2 separate regions of the Mus musculus genome follow, and region 1 is linked to region 2. A link is a contact called in public HiChIP or PLAC-seq data. All regions are on one chromosome and are shown on one strand. Each heading gives the region's core, a stretch centred on a gene start, on an enhancer-like site or on the middle of the called end of the contact. The rest is flanking DNA. Distances are from core to core; before and after follow the strand shown.

Evidence for each region. HiChIP or PLAC-seq counts read pairs in DNA pulled down with a chosen protein or histone mark.
Region 1: a contact with region 2 is called in an H3K27ac HiChIP or PLAC-seq map of microglia, with 5 times the contacts expected there. The contact joins two enhancer-like sites. A contact is called at or near these places in 1 of 484 Hi-C or Micro-C datasets (bone marrow-derived macrophages) and 1 of 115 datasets of contacts at active chromatin or transcription factors (microglia).

The regions. Positions count from the first base shown.
Region 1 is chr8:83,134,488-83,141,522 of GRCm38.p6, forward strand. No RefSeq gene overlaps it. Among named protein-coding and RNA genes, the nearest start is that of Tbc1d9, 27 kb to the right of the region's middle. Within about 2 kb of position 5,739, at least 89 of the 459 cell types and tissues checked have an H3K27ac peak or open chromatin away from gene starts, as enhancers often do. A contact at or near this core is called in bone marrow-derived macrophages and microglia, where this site is marked.
Region 2 is chr8:82,379,925-82,386,749 of GRCm38.p6, forward strand. All of the region lies in intron 1 of Il15 (interleukin 15), which reads right to left. Among named protein-coding and RNA genes, the nearest start is that of Il15, 19 kb to the right of the region's middle. Within about 2 kb of position 3,552, at least 56 of the 459 cell types and tissues checked have an H3K27ac peak or open chromatin away from gene starts, as enhancers often do. A contact at or near this core is called in bone marrow-derived macrophages and microglia, where this site is marked.

The sequences.
Region 1 (7,035 bases), core at 4,489-6,988, 760 kb after region 2:
TCCTGGCACAACACTTTGGTGCATTGGCGAAGAACTCCAGGACCTGACCTGGAGAGTCTCAATACCAGTAATGTCTGTCTGAGTCAGTGAGTCTGTCCATGTGTTTATGTACGGTACTCCTGTCTGTGTCTTTGTTTGTTCATAAACTCTGAGTGGTGCCATGTCTGTAATTCTGTTCTAAATAAGGACTTAAATCTGTATTTGTGACCAGAAGTGGTTGAAGCAGATGTGCTAGGGGACTGTTGCCATGGGGGACTATTGCCATGGGGGACCAGAAGACGTCCTAAGTCCCAATCTGTGGTGGGCATGGACTGGGAAAGCCAAGGGCACCCATCGATCTGGTTACTTTCCTTCCTTCCTGACAGAGAGGAAGGACCACGTTTCTTTCTTGTATATGAGCACCACTTGCTGGTTGTTTTTAAGGTGCCATGTTGCAGTGCAGAATGCTTGGAATTTTTCTTGTGTTTTGTCTTTGTCATCTATGTTACAGGGCAACTTTCTGACAGACATTTACCATGGGACAGATGCCTTCCACTCCACTATGTTAAAACTAAATCTTTCTGTCACCATTAAGAAAACTTTTTCTCCCCAAACAACAGGCAGCCCCACCTTATCCAATCCCTCAGGCGGAATGTCACCTGCTGCAGGGACACAAAGCTGCTGGGGGCTGTCTCCTGAGCCTGAGTCTCTTGTCCTCCCCTTGAGCACAGCAGGGCCAGTCAATGATTAAAGAAACCAACCTCATCACTATTGGCCCTTTGCCACTAGTGACCTTCATAACAGAAAATTCAGAACTCCCTTTTTTAGTAACCAGTCTCTTGGAGTCAGTCCTCTTCACCCACCAGCCTACTTGGGATGACTGCCAGCAGCTTTTGCAGGTTTTCTTTGCCACGGAAAAAGAAAGAGAAAATCCAGACAGAGGCCAGGAAACTGGTTTCTGGCCCCATAGGGGAACCCACCAGCAACCAGGCAGCTATTGAGGCTGGCTTTTCCTTAAGCCCACCCAGATTGGGACTTCAACACAGCTAAAGGCAAGGAGAGGCTCTAAGTCTTACCACCAGTCTCTGTTGGTAAGACAGCCCACCAATTTGGCCAAAGATAAATAAGATGTCTTTGCCCTTCCCTGACTCCCCTGTGCCCCACACAATGCTCTCTTCCAGTTAGTGTTCCCATGTAACCCTTGGATTATTGAAAGGTGGCCTGGCTTCCTCTTCCAGAGTCACGGCTTCTTACTTTGCATCTTGAAGTGAGTTATCTAACTTGTTCATGATTCAGACAGTGCTTGCCAGCTGGGGGACCCAGTGCTCAAGCACACAAGCCATTGTCCAGATAACTGTATTTGAATTCACCTGGAAGGCACACCTGCAGGCAAGTCTCTGAGGACATTTTCAGAGAGGTTTAATTAAGGAAAGAAGACCCTCTCTGAATCCAGGTAGCACCATGCCATGGGCTGAAACTGCCTCGAACAGAAGAGGAAATGAAGAATGCCAATGTAACAAGCATGCCACCTCTAACTCTCTGCTTCTCCGTCCCTTCTGCAGACCAAGCTGCTCATGTCCCTGTGCCCTGTCCAAAACAGACTGCATCCCTCTGGGCTATGAGCCAAATTAAGCACTTTCTCCCTTAACTTTGCTCTCTGACTGGTATTTATCTGACACAGCTAGAGCCCCATAATTGATATAGTAACTGTTAGTACAGAAGAGAGCCTTCAAGAAACATAAATGTTGTTGCAAAGGACACTAAGGACATAGCTGAGAGACAACAAAAACTGAAGATCATATCAGGATACATAAAGAGACCCTGTTTCCTCCAAATGCCACTTCTTCCTTGAATATTTCCTCTGTGCCTTTTATAAATTAAATTTCTCTTCTTAACTTCTACATAACAATGCATGTTAATGTGGTACAATGAAGTGCTTGAAGATATGTATCTGTTGTGCCATGGTTAAGTCAGTATCTATCGCCTATTATGTTTATTATTCCTTTGTGGTAGAAATCTTTCAAGACGCTTTTTCCTAGAGTTTTTGAAATGCACTTGATCATTATCTGAGGTTGCTCTACTGTGAAACAGCACATTGGCATTTGCTCCTAACTAGTACCCACATCTCCCTGTCCTTACCTCCTTCCTGGTCCTCCGCACCAGGAAGCCACCTATTCTCTACTTCTGCGACTTCCTTCCTTTCTCCCTTCCTTCTTTCCTTCCTTTCTTTTTTGTTTTGTTTTTCTTTTACTTGTAGCTGGTTTTTTGTTTGTTTGTTTGTTTGTTTAATCTGTGTAGCCCTAGCTGTCCTGGAACTCACTCTGTAGACCAAGCTGGCCTCGAACTCAGAGATCCACCTGCCTCTGCCTCCTGAATGCTAGAATCAAGGACATGTGTCACCACTGCCTGCCTGGCTTGCTCTCTCTCTCTCTCTCTCTCTCTCTCTCTCTCTCTCTCTCTCTCTCTCTCTCTCTCTCCCTCCCTCCCTCCCTCCCTCCCTCCCTTCCTTCCTTCTCCATTCTGTGCCTTTTATATGAAGAGTGAATCCTTTTGGCCCTTCTGACTGCCAAGCAGAGGGCCTTCAGTACATGAAAGGGCCTAAGGGCATGAAAACATTCCCCCCTTTTTCACTTTGACATTTTGATAATCTATGTTTTCTAAGACTGGGTAGAACTTCCCTTGATGACAAAAGTCACAGAGTTTCTACAAATCTTGAGCCCTTGGTGAAGAATTAAACTTCCTTTGGGTACTGCAACCATCTGGACACAGATGGAAGGGTATGAGAAGGAGCAGGGTACCACAGGTAAACAATAGATATACATAGCACATGTCGATCCTGGAAGGAGGAAAGATGGCCTCATGCCCCATCTCTTCCTCTCAAATCTTCAGTCCTTTCTGTCTGTGCCAGAGGGAGTAATGAAGAGGTCTTGTGAAAGTTTGAGATGGGATTCCAACATTTCCCAGGACACTAATGTCTAGATACTAAAAAGAAACTAGCTTTTGGCAGCAGTGTCTAGAAGTCATCTCATTTAATTATATCTATCTACCTATCTCTAATCATCTATTTATTAAGCATGCATATATAGAGAGAACATCTCTCTCTAATGTGTGTGTGTATGTATGTATGTGTGTGTGTATATATATATATATATATGTATATATATATATATATATATATATATATATGTATGTATGCATTTCTTATCAGTAGGGAATAAGCCAATCTTATTTTATAAATTTTATTATAACTTTTTGTTTGGTTGGGGTTTTTGTTTTTTGTTTGTTTGTTTGTTTGTTTGTTTGTTTGTTTGTTTTTTAGACAGGGTTTCTCTGTATAGCCCTGGCTGTCCTGGAACTCACTCTGTAGACCAGGCTGGCCTCAAACTCAGAAATTTGCCTGCCTCTGCCTCCCAAGTGCTGGGATTAAAGGTGTGCGCCACCACGCCCAGCTCAAATTTTATTATTTTTGTATTTATATAATCTTCAGGCAGGATGCTTTTTTTTAGGAAAACATTGCTGATTATGTTGTTTATGGTTTAATTTATTGGGTAATAGTCATTATTTAAATTTTTGTGTATTGTTTAACTGTCCTTAGCTCCTTTCTAATTTGGACTCACTTATTTTTATCCTGGAAACAGAAAGAGTTGTCTTTATGAAAAAGCAGACATCAGCATATGCTCTGTCCCTGAGGATGTGCCTTCACTGCACCACTAGACCTTAAACAGAGCCCTTTCAAACCTTCAAAACCAATTACCATGGTGATCTCAATTAAGAGCTAACTGAAGCATCAAATGCTATGTCTCAAACTGCTTAAGTTACATAGGAAATGTTCAGATCAAATACCCCTGAAGAAAAATCCATGGAAACCAGCCAGTGATGCTATTTTGGTCCCAAGATCACTAAGATTCTTCTGAAGATTATTTACTATGACCAAGTCAAATTGATTTTAGGTGGCAGATCAGACACAGAGAAGAGATAAGGTGCGGGGTGGGGAAGCGTATGGGAGGAGCAGCGGTGTCAAAAGAGACATTGGGGCATTCACTCCCAATCACAGACATTGCTCTTGTGCACCTTAGCAGCTGTGCACTTTGTTTCTCAGCTTGTGGAACTGGCAAAATCCCTCCACCATTCATCCCTTCCTGAGGGCTGGTTTGGGAAAAGGTCTTCAGCATCCAGGGCCCTACAAGTATGACAATGTGTATGCAGGCCTTAAAAATGAGGAGCCTTCACCAGGGAGTCTATGAGGGTGAGTCTAGCTGAAACTCCTAGCACTGGGGGATATGACGGCTAAAGTGACCACCTCCTGCAGCCAGGCAGACTCCTCAGTGGAAGGATAAGGGCACCAACCCACCCACAAAACCTTGCCCTGCCTACAAGAAGTGCAGGGACCAGGATGGAGCAGAGACTGAGCAAATGTTCAACCAATGCCTAGCCTCAACTAGTGAGACCCATCCCATGGCTGAGAACCAATTTCTATTAATAATATTCTGTTAGGCTTGCAGGCAGGAGCCTAGCATAATTGTCCTTCGAGAGGCTCCACTCAGCAACTTACTGAAACAGATGCAGAGACCCACAGCTAAGCATTAAACAGAGCTCAGAAAGTCTTGTGGAGGAGTTGGGTGAAGGATTGAGGGACCTGGAGGACAGGGACTCCACAGGAAGACCAACAGTCAACTAACCTGGACCCTTGGGAACTCCCAAAGACTGAACTACCAACCAAAGAGCATGCATGAGTTGGGTTTAGCTCCCCCATACACACACACACACACACACACACACACACACACACACACACACACACTCACACACACACACACACGTAGCAGACGTGCAGCTTGGTCTTCGTACTGGAGCAAGGCCTACCCTGATTCTGCTGATTGCCTGTGGATCCCATTCCCCTAACTGGGCTGCCTTGTCTGGCCTCAGTGGGAAAGGATGTGCCTGGTCCTTCAATGGCTTGAGGTGCCAGGGTAGATTGGTATCCAGGGGGACCTCCCCCTTCTCAGATGAGAAAGGGAGAGAGCTATGGGGAAAAGGGGTGTGTGAGGGGGTGACTTGGAGGAGAGGGGGGATGTGATCAGGATATAAAGTAAATAAATAATTAATGGAAAGAATAAGGATCCTTCAAATCATCATAACTGAGCTGGGTATGTAGCTCAGTTGGTAGAGTTCTGGTCTAGGGTACAAGAAGTCTGGATTCAGTATCCAGTATGGCACAGGGGAAGCATGGTGGTCCCCTGGAATCTCATCATTTAGGAGATGGAGACTGAAGGATTATAAATTCAAGGTCATCTTCACCTACATACTAAGTTTGAAGCCAGCCTAGGATACATGAGTGTCTGTCTCAAAAAAACAAACCAAAACAAAAAACAACAACAAAGTAGGCAGAGCTCAGACACCCGTCAGTACAGAAAGCTTTGAGAAGGAAAGGCACAGCCACATTTCTTTGTGTCCGTCGTGTGATTCTTTTTCCTGTGAAGATGTGACACAAATGCCCACTCATTCGAAAGGGCACAGTTCCAATAAGAGATAAAAGAAAGAATGGCACCACAGTCCAGCGTGGAATCAGCCAGCTTGCTGGGATTCCTCCCAGGAGTGTGCATAAGATGCTCACAGGAACAGAGATGATGCTAAGGAACTTCATGGCAGAGAAGTCCATAGCTCCGATGACAGCTGCCAAGGCTGCAAGCCCAGAGCTCTCTGCAGGAACTACAAGCAGCTAGACTGGTCAGAAAGGCTCCTCAGAGCACTCTGCTCTCTCCCCATTGCCAAACCCCAACAGCTCTTCACACTGCTTCCTTATCCTTGGCAGGGGTGGGGGCCCTCTGGTGAACCTTGGTTTCAGCTTTCCCAGGATGTGGGAGGTTTGTTTACTCCTTGAGTCTCCTGAGTATGTCTCCTTCCTGGAAGGAAACTGCTAGATGTCACTGTCCAGTCCAAAAACTAGGTAACTAGTTTATCAGGCACTGCCTTCTATGGGCCTTCCCTTGCTAGACAATTACAGGCAGTTGTTGAAACAGCATTGAAAGTTCACATAAATACCTCCACCAGTTGGTCACGTTACAGGGATTATTAGTAAATTCTTCATTTTTTCCATCACTTGTGTAAATCTCATTTTCCTATCCTGGGTTTTGCTATGTTAATAAAACAGGATTTCAAAGTCCACAAAGCAAGATAACAGAACTTAACGACTAGAATTCAGTGTTCTAGCATGAAATAGGGTCTCCCAAACAGAGTCTAAGTAATATATTCTACTACATGTACCACATGCCACAGATGACACCCTCATAGGCAGCTGGTGGTCTTTTGATGTGAGTATATCCCTGCCCCTTTAGAACATCATTGCTGGAAGCCTTAATTTACTTTGACAGGGATCAGGAAGAAATGTCAGCCCTCTGTTTCGAATTCAGTCTTACCCAGCCCCTAAGGGGAACCAAAAGAGGAACACACAACCATGGTGGGGAGGAGGTAGACCAGCAAGTACATGCACCTTCGTAAACATCACCTCCAGACACCACTGTGTCCCACACACAGGCACACAACAGCTTCCCCTCTGTATCCTGAGGCCCAGCCAGCCTCTGCTTCTGCCCTGGTCATTTCACAGGAAGCAGTTGACTTCCTCACAGACAGCACACTTGCCGTTTCACTGACTCGAACTAATAGCTGCAACCTCCAATATCTTCCTTATGTGCCAAGAGCTGGAGTACTGTAAGTACTGTAGTCATTTGCCTATCGCACTCTTAGCTAGGAAGTCCAACTGGGATTGGACACAACATTCCTCAAGAACCCAGATGTCTTCATATTGGTACAGTTCTTTCTGCCTTGAGTTTCCTTTGCTTCTATCCCTTTAAAATAGAAGCGACAATTCAAGACATGTTTTTAAAGTATAACTTCATGTCACTGGCCTCATTTCCACATCATCAGCTTGCTCCCTGTCAGGGTGGAAGGTGTCCCTAGTTAATCACGATGCATCATCTGCCCCATGTCAAGCACACAGCTTCATTACTCACACACAGCCAGACACAGTGGGCACACGGCAACTTTTTGTTGTGCAAA
Region 2 (6,825 bases), core at 2,302-4,801:
GTTCTAAGATTTTCCACTCCTGTACTTAGAAATGAGTGTGTGTGTGTGTGTGTGTGTGTGTGTGTGTGTGTGTGTGTGTGTGTGTGTGTGTGTTTTATCATTTACAAAGTATATCTGCTTTTTAAGGGGTCTAGTTACACTGTTAGAGAAGCTTAAAATAGCCTACCTCCTATTTTGCTTTCCAGAAGTACACACTTTATGCTTTTCAAGAGTAAAATAATATATTCTATCTTTTAAAATAATTAAGAAACATGCACATTACAGAATGATTAATGATATGAAGGATATCATATTTATAGCTTTAATATTATGTTAGATAAGTTCTTCTGATCGTTATTGGGATATTAGGAGTTTGAATAAAAAAGAAGCAGCTGCATTGTGTTGCCTAAACTTCCCAAGTGAGTCCCAAGTGAGGGTTTACATATTAGCTCTAAGACTAACTCACAGAGAGGAGAACTCTAACTTAGCATTTGATATCAGCAGCCCACCCCAAGACTTCATCTCTAGTCCACATAAGGAAGAGTGAATGCCAGGGAGGAGAGGAAAAGGCAAAAACTGGAGGTACAATTCAACAACATCCCTCCTAGAGGATTAGCGCTCAACAGGATGCTAGCTTCTCCTTGTCCTTCTCTTTCCCATCCTGTCATCCTGTCATCTTCTTCTTTCCTTTCTCCTCTACGATGTGTAAGAACATGGCAAAATGATAGCCATCTCTGGAGCAGGAAAAATCATCTCACCAGAACACAAGTCAGCTGGATTCTTATTCCTAAAATCCACTGCCTTCAGAATTGTAAAAAACAAACTCTCCCTGTTTAAACCACTCAGTCTCTAGAACTCTGTTACGATACCCACAGCTGACTCATACAAATTATAACACATCCCCACCAGCCAGGAAACACCAGCCAGGAAAATTGATTTTCCCTTAAATATGCCCGTAGAAAGGAATAAAATAACAGAAAAAAATTATTGAAGGCTTTGCTTCAATAAAAATAAATAAAAATTTCCACTCTGGAAATCAGTCTGGCGGTTCCTCAGAAAATTGGACATGGTACTACCAGAGGATCCCGCAATACCTCTCCTGGGCATATATCCAGAAGATGTTCCAACTAGTAAGAAAGAAACATCCTCCACTATGTTCATAGCAGCCTTATTTATAATAGCCAGAAGCTGGAAAGAACCCAGATGCCCCTCAACAGAGGAATGGATACAGAAAATGTGGTACATTTACACAATGGAATACTACTCAGCTATTAAAAAATGAATTTATGAAATTCCTAGGCAAATGGATGGACCTGGAGGGTATCATCCTGAGTGAAGTAACCCAATCACAAAGGAACTCGCACAATATGTACTCACTGATAAGTGGATATTAGCCCAGAAACTTAGAATACCCAAGATATAAGATACAACTTGCCAAACGCATGAAATTCAAGAAGAACTAAGACCAAAGTGTGGACACTCTACCCTTTCTTAGAAATGGGAACAAAACACCCATAGAAGGAGTTACGGAGACAAAATTTGGAGCTGTGACGAAAGGATGGACCATCTAGTGATTGCCATATGCAGGGATCCATCCCATAATCAGCTTCCAAATGCTGACACCATTGCATACACTAGCAAGATTTTGCTGAAAGGACCCAGATATAGCTCTCTATTGTGAGACTATGCCGGGGCCTAGCAAACACAGAAGTGGATGATCACAGTCAGCTATTGGATGGGTCACACGGCCCCTTATGGAGGAGCTAGAGAAATTATCCAAGGAGCTAAAGGGAACTGCAACCCTATAGGTGGAACAACAATATGAACTAACCAGTACCCAGGAGCTCTTGTCTTTAGCTGCATATGTATCAAAAGATGGCCTAGTCGGTCATCACTGCAAAGAGAGGCCCATTGGACTTGCAAACTTTATATGCCCCAGTACAGAGGAATGCCAGGGCCAAAAAGGGGGAGTGGGTGGGTAGGGGATTGGGGGGGTGGGTATGGGGGACCTTTGGGATAGCATTGAAAATGTAAACGAGGAAAATACCTAATAAATAAATAAATAAATAAATAAATAAATAAATAAATAAATAAATAGAAATATTCTCTAATAAGAAAAAAAAATTATTGAAGGCTTTGCTTCTCAACAAAATCCTGTGTGTTCTCACTAATATCCTAGAGTGGCTACTATTGCTGTGATAGATTCCATATGCAAGAGCAACTTGGATTGGAAAGGGTTTAATTCAGCCCTCAGTCTATAATACATTATGAAGAAAATTTAGGGCAGGAACTAAAGAGAGGCTATGAAGGAAAACTGTTTACTGCCCTGTTCTCTTTATCAGCTGACTTTTTTATATCACTAAGACTAGCTGCCCAGGGATGGCACCACCCACAGAGGGTCATCTTCTTGATTAATGATTGATATGGGAGGTCTCAGCCCCTGTTTATTATTTTTTTCTCAACAGGGGTTCTCTCTTCCCAGTTGATCCTGGCTTCTGTCGAGTTGACAAAAAAAAAAAAAAGTCTAACAAGACAAAGGAAACTAACATACTCAGATCTGATGAGCCATAAGATGAAGAAACGGAATTGAAAGTGAGAAATTCAGCCTGCCACCCTCTATAGGCCAGTGCAGAAGCATTGTTAAAGAGACCTCACACCTATTCTGGAGGAGCAGCCCTAACCAAGGCCCCCCCATCCAAAAGTCTTCTTCAATCCTTAGCTGGTCCAGGAGAAATTCAGCCTCTTAGCCCTCTACCATCTCCTCATGTCCAGCTTGAGGCAGTTAGAATCAGAAGGAAGCTAGAAAGCATGCTACATGGACTGTAATGTTCCTGCTTTTAATTAGGAAATATGGGCATAAGACTCTCAGTATAAGACTAGATAATTAATATAGTCACAAAGTTGCCCCTATGTAAAAATTAGGGAAAGTAATAAAATTTAAAATGGGAGGGGGGAATAGACAACGTGCCCCTCCCAAATAAAAGGCATAGGAAACACCTTGTAGCTTTTGAAGTTTAAAATTGCAATTTGAATGTATCTATGGAGTCAAGCATTAAGTTTGAGAAAATAACAGCAAATGTTAAACGTATTAGACAGGGGAGGTTTAGTTGCTTTCATTAATCAAGCAACTATGAAATATATCTATGTTATCTTGTATAAAGGTATTTAGGCTAAGTGGTGCTTGAGAAGACTATGACCATGTCACTTAGCACTCTGAAAACACCATGTCTCATTCAAAGGAGATGAGAAATATGTTTAACTGAATTACCACCCCTCTTAATGCAGTAACCAAGTTAAGACCCTTTGCTTTGTTTTTGTTAGGAAAAGAAAAACAAAAAACAACAACAACAAAAACTCTAGAAATGGTGAACAACCATTACTTTCTATGAATGTATTTTCTGTGTCTGGTTTTCCTGTTCCTAACTTAGTGATCCACACCTTAAAAACATGCAGAGCTGTGCTGTCAAGCTGTGCACAGTAGCCACAAACCCTACGTGACCATCTGAGGGTAAATGAAGTAAAAGAGAACAAACCAGAAATCCACTTCCTCACAGGAGCCAACCACAACTCCAAAGCTGAAAAGCTGAGGCACATGCAATTTTGAAACATGACTTAGCCACCAGCCAGCAATACCACAGCATGCGTGAGCTAACTCAAGATACTTTCACCCGTGGCATTGTGAAAGCAGTAATATCTACCTCACAGGATGATTGTGCAATTCAGCATCTCAGGCATGTGAGTTGTGTAAAATGGGCCATGGCACACAGAGAAGACTCAAAACTATTGTTGTATTTGTATTATAATTTTATGTTCATATTTGATTCTTTTACTGCTACTGGTGATTGGGTGACTGAGACTTAAACTGTTTATCAGATCTAAGAACATGAGCCAATACATTTGTACCTGAGATTATGATAGTCTCCTTGAGATGACACACCTCTGGACAGGGTCTTAAAATTTCGAAGAAAGTGGTCAAAGATCATGAGGAGTTGGACAAAGCCACAAAGCAGAACAGGAGGGTGAGGTTTTCAAAGGTTGAGAGCTTGAGATAAATTTCAAATAACATAGGTACTGCAGAGGTAGAAGAATGAGAGTGGAGAAGATGTTAGAGGGATCAGGCCACGATGTTGGAAAGTGAAGCAAGAGGCAGGGAAGAAGCTCTGTAGTCTTTGCTCCTCAAAAAATATATTTCCTTTCCATCCATAGGCCAATCCATATCTTGTTTATTTGTAGGTTACAGCACCAAAATAGTCTAGCTAGGCTTGACTTTAATAGTGGTCACTTTTGTGTTCTTTCATCCCTTCTCCATGTTATCTTTATATGAAAGCATTGTGCATATATGCTACTTTTAATTGAAGAAATAGATATGGAAAGCTGTTTCCTGAACTTTGGAGATTGGCTGTTAAAAATAAACTACCTCCCTCCAGTCCAGAGATATGTCATAAACACAAAAGATCCCCAGGTATGCACTTAAAATAAAGGATCTGCTTTTGATTCCTTGTGGCATTTAGATAAAAAGATCCATATAAAATGTCAGTTACAATTCATTATAAAAATCAGCAAATCATCACAAAACAATTTTCCAGTGCTGCCACTAGAGATAATTGTTTAACTATTAAAGTGTATGCTATGATTTATAGCAGTCACTCTGATTCCAATCACAGCGTGATCACTCAGCACTGCCACAGAAGACACACCCCATCTGTTTGTCTCGGGAAATGTTGCATGACGACTGTAATGACGCGTACCTGCTATCACCTGCTGATAACATCCCGTCAGAAGGAACAACAGCCTAATGACACAGCTCAGCTCCTTCTGGCAAATGGCCAGATTCAAATATTTCTACTGCCTCCCGCAGAAGTGAGCAGCATGATTACCACAGTCCTCGGTAATAACGCCATCAAATAAAGCAATCTAGAACAAAGTGGTTATTTTGTAGAATACTAGTATACTTTTGACCACAAAAATCCCTTGGGGTCTATTCTGTCTACAGACAGTCTCACCAGCAGTGACTGCCATTCTCCTTTGCTTTAATTATTCTTGCTGATGAGACCTCAGACATCACTTATTTTGAATACTTGGCCTTTTGTGCAACATAGAGAGTGGTTTACACTGTATATGTCAATCAACAGAGTAGTAACAGATTTCTGGAGTGATCCCAAGCATTATTTGTCTACAGCATTGCTTGAAGGGCCCTTCCTGACAAGGGAACAAAGCTTCTAGCAGCAATCCAACAGCTCGCTGAAATGCTAAGATCTTGATTAACCAAGTTTATTTGTCAGTTGGCATAACAAACGTCAGATGCCTGGGCAAAGAAAGTGGCTACTGCTTTCCCTCTCCCTGGCCTAGTCAGCAGACAGTATCCTCACTCTCAGTTATCATTTTTTCTTCTATAGGGGTTATGTGCAGTTATTTCAGGTAGAGCCAGTATATCCCTGGCCTCCAAGACAAAGGACTTAATTTAAAAATATATCTTCCTTCCATTGACCTAATCAACTACTACTTGTTAAAATAGTTATCAGAAGGCCAACTATTACTCTGGTAAAGTAGTATTCATCAAGCTACTACTAAGGATGGTCATTTTTACCTTGTTAATTAAAATTTTTTTCTCTGATTTATATTACTTCAATCATTCTCTTTAGATTCAGTATCAAGAAAGTGGGTTTCCTAAGCACCAGCAAATGCTGTGCCATTCCTTGTGGGATGAAGCTTGCAATACTCCAAGAATTGACTTGTTGAGGGAGGAACTGAAGGATCTGGCAGACAGACATCAAAAACTTGCTTCTTACATCAGGACAATCTCTCCACATGGAAGGCTGCCATGCTACATGACTAAATTACAGAAAAGTCGATTCTTTAACACACACACACATGTTGAGAACAAAGACACCTTAAAAGGCTTTGCTATAACTTAGGACTTAACATATCCTAAAATGTTAAGTCATATAATTCAGGTGTGGTCCCCTGTGCAAATGGTGTTTGGAGGCAGAGTTGTGGGGAAGTACTTGCATCTTGGAAGTCCTGGCTTCAGAAATAGATTATTCTATTGGTATATCAATATTTGAATAGGTTGTACAGAGGAGGTAGAGCTGGGTCCTAGTTAAGGGAAGTAAGTGACTGAGGAAACACCTTGGAAAGATAAATTGACCCCTTCCTGTTATATTATGCTATCTGCCCCCTAGCACCTTGAATTGTACCTTTGCTCTCTGTCTTATTTCTGCCTCACTACAGGCTGAGAGACACTGCAGCCATCCAATCATGGACTTTAAACTAAACTGTGAATCAAAGAAAATTATTCCTACTTCCCCCTCTGCATTGTTTGTCATATTGACACCAACAATAACAAGTACAACACAGTTTTATAGAATTCATATGCCATGTAAAAGCATAACATAAATCATCCCCATGTAAGCACGGGCCATAGCCTTCTAGGCAAGTAGCATCCAGTATACCCCTAACATTTGCTTACAAGAATTTGTTTCTAAAAAGGCAGAATCTCTGTCTGTGGATTGTTCTCTGAACAATGATAGAGGATTCACCATCTTCTATTATATTCTCATGAAGGCTACCATGTTCACAATTAAGTTACTAAAATAATGGTAGCTTTATCACATTGAAGCTGAAGAATTTTTTATAAAATCTGGATCCTCATCAACATTGTCAGAACTATGAAGGAGATGGGAAGCCAAGAAACATGAATATACATTTTAGTTCTGTCTTCAAGTAGCTTCATGGCCTTAGACAACTTATCTTTGAAATACAGAAATTATATTGGAGGTGACCCTAATTCAGTGTTGAAGTACCATACATAAAGTCATAGTTGACCACCACAGCATATATTGCCAA